2 separate regions of the Pan troglodytes genome follow, and region 1 is linked to region 2. Evidence: chromatin contacts called from public Hi-C data. All regions are on one chromosome and are shown on one strand. Each heading gives the region's core, a stretch centred on a gene start, on an enhancer-like site or on the middle of the called end of the contact. The rest is flanking DNA. Distances are from core to core; before and after follow the strand shown.

Region 1 (6,880 bases), core at 3,337-5,836, 320 kb before region 2:
TGTTGGCCAGGCTGGTCTTGAACTCCTGACCTCAAGTGATCTGCCCGCCTTAGCCTCCCAAAGTACTGGGATTACAGGCGTGCACCATGGCACTGTGCCAAATATTACTGTTATTATTATTATTTTGAGACAGAGTCTCACTCTGTCACCCAGGCTGGAGTGCAGTGGTGTGATCTCGGCTCACTGCAACCTCTGCCTCCTGGGTTCATGCCATTCTCCTGTCTCAGCCTCCCGAGTAGCTGGGACTACAGGTGCCCATCACCATGCCCAGCTAATTTTTTATATTTTTAGTAGAGACAGGGTTTCACCGTGTTAGCCTGGCTGGTCTCGATCTCCTGACCTTGTGATCCACCCGCCTCGGCCTCCCAAAGTGCTGGGATTACAGGCGTGAGCCACTGCACCTGGCCTACTGTTATTATTAAAGGAAATGGAGGCCCTGAGAGGAGAAGTGACCTGCCCAAGCTCACATAGCTGGGGCTTGAAATCAGGGTGAATCCAAATCTGGGACCGCTGGACTTCATCTGCCTCTTGATCATTTCTGGAAAATACTGAGTACTTACTATATGTCAGGCACTGAGCCTGGCACCTTGGGAGCACAAAGGAAAATGAGACACAGCCCCTGCCCCTGGTGAGCTTGTAGTCCAGTTTTGGCAATAAACAGGTAAGCGTGAGGTTAGACTACAAGGAGAAGCTTGCGGCGCATTATAAGTCAGCAGCACGAAGGGGCCTGGGTGCAGAGAGGAGAGGATGTCACCCTGCCCGAGGTCATCAGGCTTCTGAGGCTCCGTGACTCCTGAGCACAGTGTTTTTAAGAATTAGTGGGCCTTAGGCTGGGCGCGGTGGCTCACGCCTGTAATCCCAGCACTTTGGGAGGCTGAAGTGGGTGGATCACGAAGTCAGGAGTTCGAGACCAGCGTGGCCAACATGGTGAAACCCTGTCTCTACTAAAGATACAAAAACTTAGCCGGGCATGGTGATGCACACCTGTAATCCCAGCTACTCGGGAGGCTGAGGCAGGAGAATTGTGTGAACCCAGGAGGTGGAGGTTGCAGTGAGCCGAGATAGTGCCATTGCACTCCAGCCTGGGCAACAGGGTGAGGCTCCATCTCAAAAAAAAAAAAAAAAAAAAGAATTAGTGGGTCTTGGGCTGTGTGTGGTGGCTCACGCTTATAATCCCAGCACTTTGGGAGGCCAAGGCGGGCAGATCACCTGAGGTCAGGAATTTGAGACCAGTGTGGCCAACATGGCAAAACCCCGTCTCTACTAAAAATACAAAAATTAGCTGGGTGTGGTGGCAGGTGCCTGTAATCCCAGCTACTTGGGAGGCTAAGGCAGGAGAATCAGTTGAGCCCAGGCAGCAGAGGGTGCAGTGAGCCAGGATTGCACCAGTGCCCTCCAGCCTGGACAACAGAGCGAGACTCCATCTTAAAAAAAAAAAAAAATTAGTGGGTCTTGATTCAAAGAAGTTGGAAATATATTTTTCACAAATGCAGTAATTCACACATAATGAAACAAAAGTTTCACTAGATAATTGTTGTAATATAAGGTGTACTTACTTGTATAGCTTAAGTTTTGTTTTATTGTGGTAAAATATACATAACATAAAATGTATCACTTTACCCATCTTTAAGTGCTCAGTACAGTAGCATTAAGTACCACCACATTGTTGTGTAGCCATTACTGCTATTCATCCGCAGAACTTTTTCATCATCCCAAACAGAAACTGCACCCATGAAACACTAACTCCCTATTCCGTGATACCCCGTCCCCTGGTAAACTTTAATTCTACTTTCTGTTTCTATGAGTCTTCTCCTAGTTACTTCACGTTAGTGGAATCACCCACTGTCTTTTTGTGTCTGGATTCTTTCTTTCTTTCTTTTTTTAGACGGAGTTTCACTCTTGTTGCCCAGGCTGGAGTGCAATGGTGCGATCTCGGCTCACCACAACCTCTGCCTCCTGTGTTCAAGTGATTCTCCTGCCTCAGCCTCCTGAGTAGCTGGGATTACAGGTACGCACCACCACGCCCAGCTAATTTTGTATTTTTAGTAGAGATGGGGTTTCTCCATGTTGGTCACGCTGGTCTCGAACTCCCAACCTTAGGCGATCCACCCACCTCAGCCTCCCAAAGTGCTAGGATTACAGGCATGAGCCACCGTGCCCGGCCTGGATTATTTCATTTGGCATAATGTCTTCAATGTTCATCCATGTTGTAGCATGAGTCAGAATTTCATTTCTTTCTTTTTTTCTTTTTTCTTGTTTTTGAGACAGGGTATTGCTCTGTTACCCAGGCTGGAGTTCAGTGATATGATCATAGCTACTGCAGCCTCTACTCCCTGGGCTTGAGACATCCTCCCACCTCAGCCTCCTGAGTAGCTGGGACCACAGGCATGTGCTACCATGTCTGGCTATATTTTTAATTCTTTTGTAGAGACAGGGTCTCCCTATGTTGCTCAGGCTGGTCTCAAATATCTGGGCTTAAGCGATCCTCCTGCCTCAGCCTCCCAAAGTGCTGGGATTACAAGCCTGTGCCTGTCTAGAATTTCATTTCTTTTTGTGGCTGATGAGTATTCCATTGTATGTGTATACCACACTCCCTAAATGGCTTTTTAATCTATAAATTGGTCACAATCTGCAGTTTGAAAAGTACTAAGTAGGGCCTTGCAGGATGAATAGGAGTTCATAAGACTGGACTGCAAGGGCCCTTCACTCCTTCATTCGGAAAATGAATGAAATGCAAACAGAAGTGGCCAAAACCAGGAAGAACCCCTGCTGGTTGGGTGCTCCTGATGGAGTGGGGTGGACTGAGATTCATTAAGGATCCCAGAAGATAACACTGCTGGATGTTGCGCTACCCAGACCTTGGGGGTAAGAGAGCATTCCAGTGCCGGGATTATCTGGTAGGAGTTGCCGGGGGCGGCGGGGGGCATTTCCCTGAGGATGTGGCGGCTGTGCTGAGGTGCGGCTGTGCCTTCACTGAGCAAAAAGCCCTCCAGCCATGGGCACAACCCCTGCCAGGGCCTGTGATGGGAGAAGGTGAGAAGGGCACAGTAGGGGCCAGTGCAGCTCTGGTGGAGGGACTGGGGCAGGCATGGCAAGGTCACCCGGGCTGGGCATGCAGGGCCTTGCACACTGCAGTGAGGAATTTGATCTTTATTCTCAAAAGATAGATCCACTGAATGTTCTAAGGATATGAGTGAAGGGCTGTCTGTGACCTGACTTTATCAGGTTTAGAGCCCAGCTGCTGCCCAGGTCGGGAGAGCGGTGGCCAGGGCCAGGAAGGGAGGGATAAAATGGGCAGAGATTTCAACAGACCTGGGAGTGGGCTGAATCAGTGTGGGCACTTTGTGCGTGTGTGTGTGCATGTGGACACAGGTGTGCATGAGTGCATGTACATGTGTGTGCACACCCAGCAAGCATTCAAGTTAGGGGAGCGTCCCCAGGCCTCCCTCTCTCCACCTGAGCCAAGAAGGTGCAGCGGACACGCTGATGACCAGGGTGACTCCATGCCTGGTGATACTCCCCTCCTCCAGGCCTGACCTCTGGAGCATCACTGGGTCCCGGTGCCTCTTGCTCCCACTCTCTCCCAGCTCCCTGTGATTTAAGAGGCATTTTCCTTTTGGGTGATATAGATTCCAAAATGCTGCATCCATCTCCTGGGCTTGGTGAGGCCGGCCTGTCTGAGTTATAGCAGATTGCTTTCTGCGCAGGGAAGGGGGGTGGAGGACACTGGTTTGCTCTTAACGCTCTCTGGGCTCGGAACATTTGAGCAAACATTCCTGGCCGCTTTGGAAGTTTGGAAACCCAGATGAGCTCATCGGAGCCAGAGGTGGGGGCAGCTGGCGCCTGCAGCCTGCCTGGAGCTCACCAGGTGGCCGGGTGGCAAATGTCGGAGGCTGGCAGCTAAGCCTCAGCTGGGGTGGAGGTGGCCAAGAGAGGGTGGGGCCTGCACAGCTGGGGCCTGGCCCAGAGAACCCAGGGTGAGTCCTCTCTCTACTCAGCGCTCCTTTTCCTTGCTGTCAGGGCCTTGGCGTGACAAGGCCTCCGGACCGGACCGGAGCCAGGAGTCTCAGGACCATGCAGCCAGGGTCTGAGGGGAGACCAAAGAGAGCAGGCACCTCATCAATTCAGGGCTGACCCGCAGGGAGCCACCCGCCCTGCAGGGGCCTGGCTCCATGTAGTAGCTGCCGTTTATTGAGTGTTAACTACGTGCTAAGTGCTCTGTGCTTGTTCACCCCCTAACAACTCCAGAGAAGATTATCCTCCTCATTTGACAAATGGGGAAACTGAGGCTCAAGGAGGTAAAGGGAATATGTGCAGTCGAGCCTGAGGCTGACCCTGTTCGCCTCCAAACCGCACTGCCTTCCTGCTATGCACACAACAACAATTAAATGAAGAGCTGGTAACACTGTCACAGGGCGAACGGTGATGATTTGTGAACGTTTCCAAGAATCTGATCAAATAAGCACATTACTCACTGCCTCTGGGCTCTGTTTCCTAGTTGGGTGGGAAGGGCCATTCAAAGCCCATCAGCCCCGTTGTCGTCCACTTTACAATCCCTTAGACAGTGTGACTGATAGTGGGGGTGGGAGGTGGGGTGTCTGAGGGTTCCCTGGGGGTTCCGTTTGTTTCCTTCCTGAGCCCTTTGGGCAATAAGTGTGGGATCTTCTTTTGGAGGAACTCTCCCCAAGCTCCTTCTCAAAGTGGTGTCCTGCCTCTAGGTTCCCGTCCATTAAATGGGCACACATCTATTCCTGCAGTACAATTGGTGCGAGAATTAGAAATAATCTATGGAAAGGAGTCCATCTTATGGTGAGTGCTCAGAGATGGGAGGCTGCTTTCCTCCTATCCTGGATCTCTGGAGGATGTCAGCAAGGCACCCCCCATTTCTTGCACTGGAGCACACTTCCAGGGAGCCTTAGAGAGGAGGTGCCTCTACTCGCCTCCCAGGGATGGCGTGTGACTGCTGTGCTTAACCTACACCATTTCATTCCGTCCTCACGTATGTCCTTTGCTGTAGGTACTGCTGGAAACTGATTTTACAGATGAGGAAACTGAGGCACAGAGAAGGGAATGATCCACTCAAGGTCACAGATCTCAGATCTGTGTGATGCTCTAAGCCACCCCAGCACACCCCTCTGTAAGGAAAGTGAAGAGGAATGGGGCGCTGTAGAGCAAACAGGGACGCACCTGCCACATGCCGGCTGCCGTCGCTGCTGACACATGGAGGAGCTTGGCTGCAGACTCCAGCTGCACACAGGGCTCCTTCCTGGAAGATAAGCTCAGCCTGGGTCTTGGCATTGGGGGTGGTTCCTTCCAGTACTTGCTCCTTACCTCAGTGGAGACAGGGCATGCAGCCATGGGTGTCTGAGAGGGTGGGGGACAGGAGATGCAGGTGACAATCGACAGTGTGATTTGAAAGGTGTCGGCTAATGACTGGTCCATCCAAAGTTTTCCCATCATAGATGCTTATTTTGTTCTGTTTATGAGGCTGGCTTTCCAGCGAGGTTCTCGGTGGTAATGAGCCCACATTGCTGATGGCCGCAGGGAGGGAAAATGAAGAGGTGGGGAGGGAGGGGCTTGTGAGCATGCTAAATAGGTTTGTTGAATAACCTGCTGAACTTTTGCATTTTCTGACTAATTGTGTGGTATGTGACGCTTTATGAGTGATGGCTGTTTTTTTTTTTTTTTTCCTCCTTTTTTTGCTGAATAGGGACTTTTTCAAGGGGAGGCTAACTGGGCCCTGGAGTCGCTGGGGCCTCCGTTCCAGCCTGTGGGGCTGGTTTGAGTTATTTTGGGAGCAGGGCCTGGGTTCAGCATACTTCGCTTAGAGAATGGAAAATAGAAGCTCATAGCTGGATGCCGTCTGGGGAAGAGAAACCCACGTAGATGGAGACATTGGCAGGATGGCTCTAGGACCCTACGTATCCGAGTATGAAACCAGGCCCTGCCATGCAGTCGCGATGTGGCTTTGAACACGTCGTTCTTGTACCAATCAGAGCCTCCATTCCAGAGGATAATGGAGATGCTTACTTCCTAGGGTTGCTTTCTGGATTCAGTGAGGTCTAAGAGAGCTTCTGTGTTCAGAAAAGGGGAGGTTTGTAGCATCGTTCCAATTCATGCTTTCAAGCAAGTGTCTCATTTCTGATCCTCCATGTCACAAGCTAAGCGTGTTGCTGTGCGGTTGAGATACTGGCTCTGGCTCTGAGCTAGACTCATGAAAATGGAGCGTCCCCGGGAAGGTTGAGTTGTCCAGGAGATCTGGAGGCTAGCGGCAAGCTATGGAGCCTCAGCCCCATGTGTCTGGTACCTGGGAAGTTGAAATGCCCTATGGTGGCCACAGCTCTTCTCCTGAGCAGGTAGCCCTGCCAGGCCAAGTGCGCTGGGGATACTTCTTGTTCCAGGTATCTTTTGAGGGGAAATTCAGTAGTTCCCTATACTGAAACCTTGTGATCAGACCCCAGAGACCTCAGGGGAGCAGCGAAGTAAAACAATAGAGAAAGCAGGGACCCCTCTTTAGGGCTGGGACTCTCCAGGGGCTTAGACCCAGGGCCAGGCATCAGAACTGTGGGCAAGGCGTCCTCTTTCCAGATGGTAGCCCTGGGTTTGAGAAAGGGAGAATCTTTGTGACTGATACGTGGGCTAATGGTGAAGTTGTGCTAGGCCTGGTTTGAGTTCTGGCTCTGACTCTTACTTGCCGTGTGACCTAAGGCAAGCTCCTTCACCTCTCTGTGCCTCAGTTTTCACTTTTATAAAATGGAAAAAGAATAGAACCTACCTCACAGGGTAGCTATGTAATATACTAACACTATAAAATATACTGTACATATATAATTTATATAAGTTATATAGTGGGGACTGGGTGCTTTCTCACACTTTTGCG
Region 2 (6,955 bases), core at 2,080-4,579:
TCAGTAGAGGGGGAAGTTGAAGGTGGAGGAGACGAGACAGGGGAAGTTGAAGGTGGAGGAGACAGGGGAAGTTGAAGGTGGAGGAGACGAGACAGGGGAAGTTGAAGGTGGAGGAGACAGGGGAAGTTGAAGGTGGAGGAGACAGGGGAAGATGGAAGGCAGGAGGCCCGAGCAGGAAAGGGGCCCAAGAGGAGGACACGGTCCCCTGAGGCCCCAAGGCCCCTACCTGCCGCCCCTCTCTAAGTGACTCCCACCCCTCACCCTTTCAGGCTCTCGAGGGAGGAGATAAGTAATTCCTGCCACGCCTGTCACAGATATTTGAAAAACATATTAATCACTTTAATAAATATTAGCTCAGAACAGCAATAAACAGTCTCCAGCATCTCCTCTCTGCGGCTGTATTACAATGACAAATATGCTAATATGAGTGTCTAATTGATTGTGTTTGAGTAACTTCCTGTATGACAGTAAGTGTTTGAGGCGGCATCACTCAGAGTCAAAGCCGACATCTCCCAAACTCTGGAACGACTCCCTCCTCCTTTCCTGCAGGATTACCCTTTCCAGGGAGTGGAATCTCTCCAAACAAAGAAATGGTAGCTCTCTTGGCTGCCAACCTGCGGAGACTTTTTGGGGACCCAATGCAGAGCTGCCTTTTGTGCCCTGGCTCCTATGGGCCGGCATCTCACATGCGACGTCTCCTTTCATCTTTGAAGCAGTTCTACAAGGTTTGGATTGTGGTCCCATTTCCAGGAAGGGAAAACTGAGGCTGTGAGGGGTAAAGAGACTCACCCAGGGTTCCTGAGTGGTGCAGCCAGGATTGTCCTGCAGGCTTGAATCCGAAACCTGTGTGTGCCCTCTCCATCTCCAAGCCAGGAGACCTCATGACAGAAACTCTGGAAACATTGGCATTGCCATTCATCCCTCACGGACAACTCACAGTTCAGTTCCACAGACAACTGGACGAGGCGAGCCTCAAATTTCCTGGGTACTTCCCTTCCGATGCCAAACAGATTCTGACCATGCAGATTCTTCTCTCATCTCATCCATCACCTCCTGCAATCCACAATATTGCTCCCTCTCACTTCGCTCCTTGCCTTGGTTAAATGTATGTTCCCGACCCTTGCACCATGCACAGGCAAGATAATTTCTGCGGTGATGGAGGCTAATCAGTGTATAATCCCTGGCTCTTGCACCCTCCTCTCCTTGCACTGGAACACTCGTCAGCTGCTCACAGCTGCTGGAGTGACCCTAAGTCTAGTTCAAGTCTGTTCTCTCTTCTCCATCCTCCTGCCTTACCTGTAGCATCTCCCTCCTGGACTCCTCTGCAGCCTGTGACAGCCCCTACCACAGGCCTTGGAGGCAGAAGACGCAGGGTCCCGTTGAAGCTCCCGCCCCTGAATGGGACAGCTTCCAGGTTCCTTCCCAACCCTCTGAGACATGATGCTTTAGGTCATGGGTTGGCAAACATTTTCTGTGAATGGCCAGGAAGTAAATATTTTCAGCTTTGCAGGCCGCGGGGTCTTTCCCGCAGCTTCTCGATTCCGCTGCTGCAGCAAGAACTGGGCCGTAGATAATACACAAATGAAGAACGTGCCTGCGTGCCAAGAAAATGTTATTTATGGACACTGAGATTTGAATTTGATAAAATGTTTATGTGTCCTGATTTATTCTTCTTTTGATTTTTTTCCCCAATCATTTAAAAAATGACTATAATTTTTAGCATGTGGACCACACGTAAAAGGACTGCAAGATGGATTTGGCCCGTGGGGAATAGTTTGGGGACCCTTGTTCTTACTGATTTATTTTTCCTTTAAAAAAATCAAAACATTTTAGTTTTTCAGTTTCCTGGCATATGGTTTGGGCAGCACTGACATGGTCTATGCAGACAGGGGAATTTGGAAAGGGAAGGGGGATTTTAGTGAACAAAAAAGACTGACAATAGATCAAGTTTATGTTGGGAGGGGAGTGACAAGCAGGCTTTAGGGACTGGGGACCTTCCCATCTTGATCCAAGTGCTGGTTTCATGGAGGCGTGGACGCTGTGAAAATCCAGCGAGCTGGGCTCTGATGACAGGCGCACTTTTTTGTATGTATATTTCACTTCAGTGAAAAGTAAAAGGCCAGGTGTGATGGCTCATGCCTGTAATCCCAGTACTTTGGGAGGCTGAGGCAGACAGAACACCTGAGGTCAGGAGCTCCAGACAAGGCTGGTCAACATTCCAAAGGCCAATCTCTACTGAAAATACAAAAATTAGCCCTGCGTGATGGTGCTTGCCTCTAGTCCCAGCTACTTGGAAGGGTAAGGCTGAAGAATCGCTGGAACCCGGGAGGCGGAGGCTGCAGGTGAGCTGAGATCATGCCACTGCATCCAGTCTGGGTGACAGAGCAAGACTCTGTCTCAAAAAGAAAGTAAAGAAAAATGAAAGAGCTGATGCTATCCTATTAGTGAGATCATGGGCATACAGGCACTCCCAGGCCATGCTGGGGACGGATAATGGAGGCCACCCCCAAGGAAGACAATTTGCTTGTGTTTGTCACATGCAAAAACAAGAACACACCTCCCAAGACCCAGTGATACCACTGGTAAGAACGTGCTCGCAGTACACACTCACACGCATGTGCAAATACTTGTGTGCAGAAGATGGGGAACACCTGAGATGTAGACTAGCTGAGTAAAAGATGGCACATCCAGAGACAGAAGACGATGTAGTCCCTAGAAGGAGGATGCTGTCATCGTACTTCTATAGAATAATCTTCCGAGGGCTTTGTGCAGTGAAAGACGGGAGTGGATACAGAAAGTCACCATTTCTTGACCTCCTGGGACCACATATATTGGCCCTGCTTGGTGGGGTCTCCCCTGTCGCAGTAAAATCTATTTAAATCTTAAGGAAAAAAGAAAGTCGCCATTTATATGTAAAAAAGAAGCACACTCACACACGTGTTCATTTTCATATATAAGCATAAAAACTTTCTGGAAAGACACACAAGAGGCATGGACATGGCTGCTGGGCTCAGGGTGGGCAGAGGAGTACAACCACACCCTTGGGGCTGTTTCATCCTTTTTATGCATGTGCCTGGTGACTTTACAACCAAGGACAAAAGACTCCTTTAAAAAGTCTAGGGGATGATTTCCCATACGCAGAGTGCCTACTAAGCTCCCAGTATTTTCCATATCCCCTCTGCCTCCGCCCCAGTGAACCCTCTGGTTTATCCCAGGGGGCCCCCCGGAGAACCTGAGACAGCCCAGCTGCTCTGCAGACCCAGCGTGCCCCGTGCTGGTCTGAGGGGCACAGCAAGGCTGGCTGCAAGTGCAAACAATGGGCAGGACAAAGAACCCTTTGTGCTTTTCCTCTAGCCTCAGCAGAGCCTCAGGACCGGGCGCTCCAGTTACAGCCCCCGAGGGCTTTCCCACTCGGCAGACGGAGCCCTAGGGTAAATATTCCTCCCAGGATCACCTGTCAGGCATGGGGGAGGGTCTCCTTGGAGCAGGAGTCGCCACAGGCCCAGTGGTTCATCCCAGCCTCCCAAACAGCAGCCCCACTGGGGATGGAGGGATGGCCCCAGTGGCGTGGTTGGAAGCAGGGCAGCTGATCGGGATCCTGGAACACCAACCGGCCAAGTGACCCAGGCAAGCAGCCTTGTGTCTCTCAGCCTCAGTTTATCTGGAAGATGAGGTGATGGTCATGCCTAGATATCCCGTGGGTAGATTGTGGTGAGGATTCAAAGAGATGATGCCCATGAGTGCCTGGCTCAATATACGGTACTTTTGAAAAGTAGGGGAGAGTGGGAATAAAAAAGGTACAGCCACTTTGGAAAACAGTGGGGCAGATCCTCAAAGGAATAAACATGCGGTTACCATGTGACCAGGCAATTCCACTCCTAGGTATCTACTCAAGAGAAGTGAGAACACATGGCCACACAGAGACTTCTACAGGAATGTTCACAGCAGCGTTATTCATAAGAGCCAAAGTGTGGACGTAACCCAAATGTTCATCAATATAAACCAATAGTCAAAGTATGGTCCACCCATACAATGGGGTATTATTCAGCCTCAAGAAGGAATGCCACACTGACACATGCCACAACATGGATGAACCTTGAAGACATTATTCTAAGTGAAGGAAGCCAGACACAAAACATCATGTACTATATGATTCCATTTCTATGAAACATTCAGATCAGTGCAATCCATAGAGACAGAAGGTAGATTTGTGGTTTTCAGGGGCTGGGGGTGTGGTGGGAGGATGGGGTGATAGCTGAGAGGAACTGAGTTTCTTTGTGGGGTGGTGGAAGTGTTCTAAGCCTGACTGTGGTGACGGTTTCACTCATATTGTGAATAGACTAAAAATGATTGAATTGTGTGCCGTAAACGGGCAAATTAAATAGTGAATTATATCTCAGTAAAGCTGTTTATCTTTTTCTTTCTTTTTTTTTTTTAAAAAAGCTTTTAAAAAGCTGTTATTTAAAAATAAAAACTTAAGAAGAGGCTCCTGGCAGAGCCAAGACCAGAAGAGTATAAGCAGAACGAGAAAGGAAAAAGGAGGTTAGGAAGAGAGGGAGGAGATAGAGAAACGTCAGGATGGTGACAGGGGGCTGGGGAGTCAGGCCCCATTTCTCTGTGGGCCCAGCCCCTGTGCCTGTCTCCTGGGGGGCAGAGAGACTGCCAGTACCGCTGCTGCCAGGGGAGTTCAGTAGTTCCTGCAAGGAGGGAGTCGGGGGGACTCCGCAAGGATGGCCCGGCCACCTGCTTGGTGTGGGCCTCTGGTTAAGCGCCTGAAACACACTCAGCCTCAGCTCCTCACCTGGAAACGGGGGCTTGTGAGCACTGCTTCACACAATAATGGTGAGGCTTGAAAGAGGTGGAGGGGGTCAGTGTGCCTGACATGTAGTAAGTGCTCATTAAATGATGGGGGGAGGGAGAGGGAGAGAGAGAGAATTTTATTGACTTTATTTCAGCAGCATCAATTATCTTTTCCCGTACGTTCCACCCGAAGTCTAAAGAAGCAATGAGGATAAAAGGCTGAGAATTAGGGAACCGAAATTCCTGGCTGTCACCTTACGGCCTTGGGCCTCAGTTTGCCTCCCTGCTGTTTTCTTCTTCCTTCTTCCTCCGTCTCCTCCTCCCCACCCTCCTCCTCCTGGTCCATTGTGCCATGCACTTGGCAGTCAATACCAGGTTCTCGCCCTCCCCTCTGCCTTCCTGGGTGTTGCTCCAGGTGTGTCACAGGTGCTTAGACATAGTCATATGAGGCCCTGGACTCAAGTCAGGAGGACCTCCCCAGTCAGGGACACACCTGGCCTCCGAGCAGTGCCCTTGTCTTCAGCTTGGCATCTGTCAGGGGCTGGGACCATCCTATCCCTGGAAAATCTACCCACCCTCTAGGCAGAGTTCCCCAAGTAGAGGAATCCCCATTGCCTTCCTTTCTGGACCCCCTGATACAGCTGCAAAAAAAAAAAAAAAAAAAAAAATTTCCCATCCGAACCGAACCGAACCGAACCGATCCGATCCGAACCGAACCGAACCAAACCAAAATGGCCCAACACCAAAAAAACAGTGACTGTTGCTTTGAATGCTGCCATTGTGTTGTGTATTTTGAAGCCACCTCTCAAGTGTTGTCTTCTTCTTTGCTGGAGCCACATTCCGACTTGGGACACTCCATCCATCCCCTGTTGATCTGAATGAGATGGAGTCTCACTATGTAGCCCAGACTGGACTGCAGTGGTGTGATCTCGGCTCACTGCAACCTCCACCTCCTGGGTTCAAGTGATTCTCCTGCCTCAGCCTCTCGAGTAGCTGGGATTACAGGCATGTGCCACCATGCCCGGCTGATTTTTTTTTTTTTTTTTTTTGTATTTTTAGTAGAGATGGGGCTTCACTGTGTTAGCGAGGATGGTCTTGATCTCCTGACCTCGTGATCCACCCGCCTCGGCCTCCCGAAGTGCTGGGATTACAGGCATGAGAGACCGTGCCCGGCTGCTTGTGAGTTTAAAACTCATCCCTGCCCACAGGCAAGAGAGGGCACAGAGAGGCAGATGAAGGAGGCAGATGAAGGGCACAGAGGATCAGGTCAAGGAGAAAGGGGCTCCTGGCATTGAATTCAACCCCAGGGGCTGGGTGGGTGTGTTTTCAAAAAAGCTCCTTCCCAGCACTCTTCATCTATATTTTTACCCAGCTTAGATTCAGCGCCTGGACCTTTGAGTTTTTCCCGACAGGTGCTGGGTCTCAGAGCTTCCCCCGGAGGGGCACTGTCTGCTGATGGAAGAAATGTGTGGAGCCCAGGTTAGCCATGATGTTGCCGAGGGAGGTGGACAGGCCTGAGGGCCATGGTCGCAGCTCTGAAGGGCAGCAGGGGTGGGGTCACAGGGGGAGCTTTGGATGTGGGGACAGCCTGGGCTAGGATGGCAAAGACTGGTATGTCCGGAGTCACACACTGGAGGTCCTGGGATGGCGGGACTCAGCCCCAGCCTCCCATTCAGAGGCCGTCCTTGGCTCCTCTGGCTGCCTCATGAAAGACAGCCCCCAGCCCAGGCAGCATCTCCTCTCCCCTTCCCCCACCCCTAATTCCCCTGCCCCAGGTCAGCCGTTATCTTTGCTCATCTCTGTTTTAAGAGGTGGCCTTCTAAGTGACCCTCCTGGGCCAGCTTCTGCCTTGCATCCACACGGCAGTGGAGGAAGTTTCAGAAACCTGATCCCACCACCCCTAGCTTACAGCCCTCCGGACTGCATCTGTCATCCCTGCTTCTGTCTGCTGTCTCTGACCTTCCCACGGGACAACTCCATGGGGCCTCTCCCCACCTCCCGTCTCAGGTGATTCACTGCTGACTTGGATGTGGCCAGCCTGACTCACATGCAGCCACAACCATGGAACATTCAGAGGCTCTGAAAATGTTCACTGAATTGAACAGAGGACTGGCCCAAAGTCCCAGAGGGACTTGGTGGCAGAACGAGGCCGAGA

What was found. Hi-C and Micro-C count contacts between places; a contact is called where the count stands out from the background.
Region 1: a contact with region 2 is called in a Hi-C map of stem cell-derived neural progenitor cells, with 2.1 times the contacts expected there. The contact joins the promoter of MN1 here to the enhancer-like site in region 2. A contact is called at or near these places in 1 of 7 Hi-C or Micro-C datasets (stem cell-derived neural progenitor cells), 1 of 1 datasets of contacts at active chromatin or transcription factors (stem cell-derived excitatory neurons) and 1 of 1 other capture datasets (stem cell-derived neural stem cells).

Annotation. Positions count from the first base shown.
Region 1 is chr23:29,962,287-29,969,166 of NHGRI_mPanTro3-v2.0_pri, reverse strand. It overlaps MN1 (MN1 proto-oncogene, transcriptional regulator), which reads left to right and starts at 4,586. Exons shown (of 2, transcript XM_016938877.4): 1 at 4,586-6,880.
Region 2 is chr23:29,636,060-29,643,014 of NHGRI_mPanTro3-v2.0_pri, reverse strand. No RefSeq gene overlaps it. Among named protein-coding and RNA genes, the nearest start is that of MN1, 330 kb to the left of the region's middle. Within about 2 kb of position 3,329, at least 9 of the 24 cell types and tissues checked have an H3K27ac peak or open chromatin away from gene starts, as enhancers often do. A contact at or near this core is called in stem cell-derived neural progenitor cells and stem cell-derived neural stem cells, where this site is marked.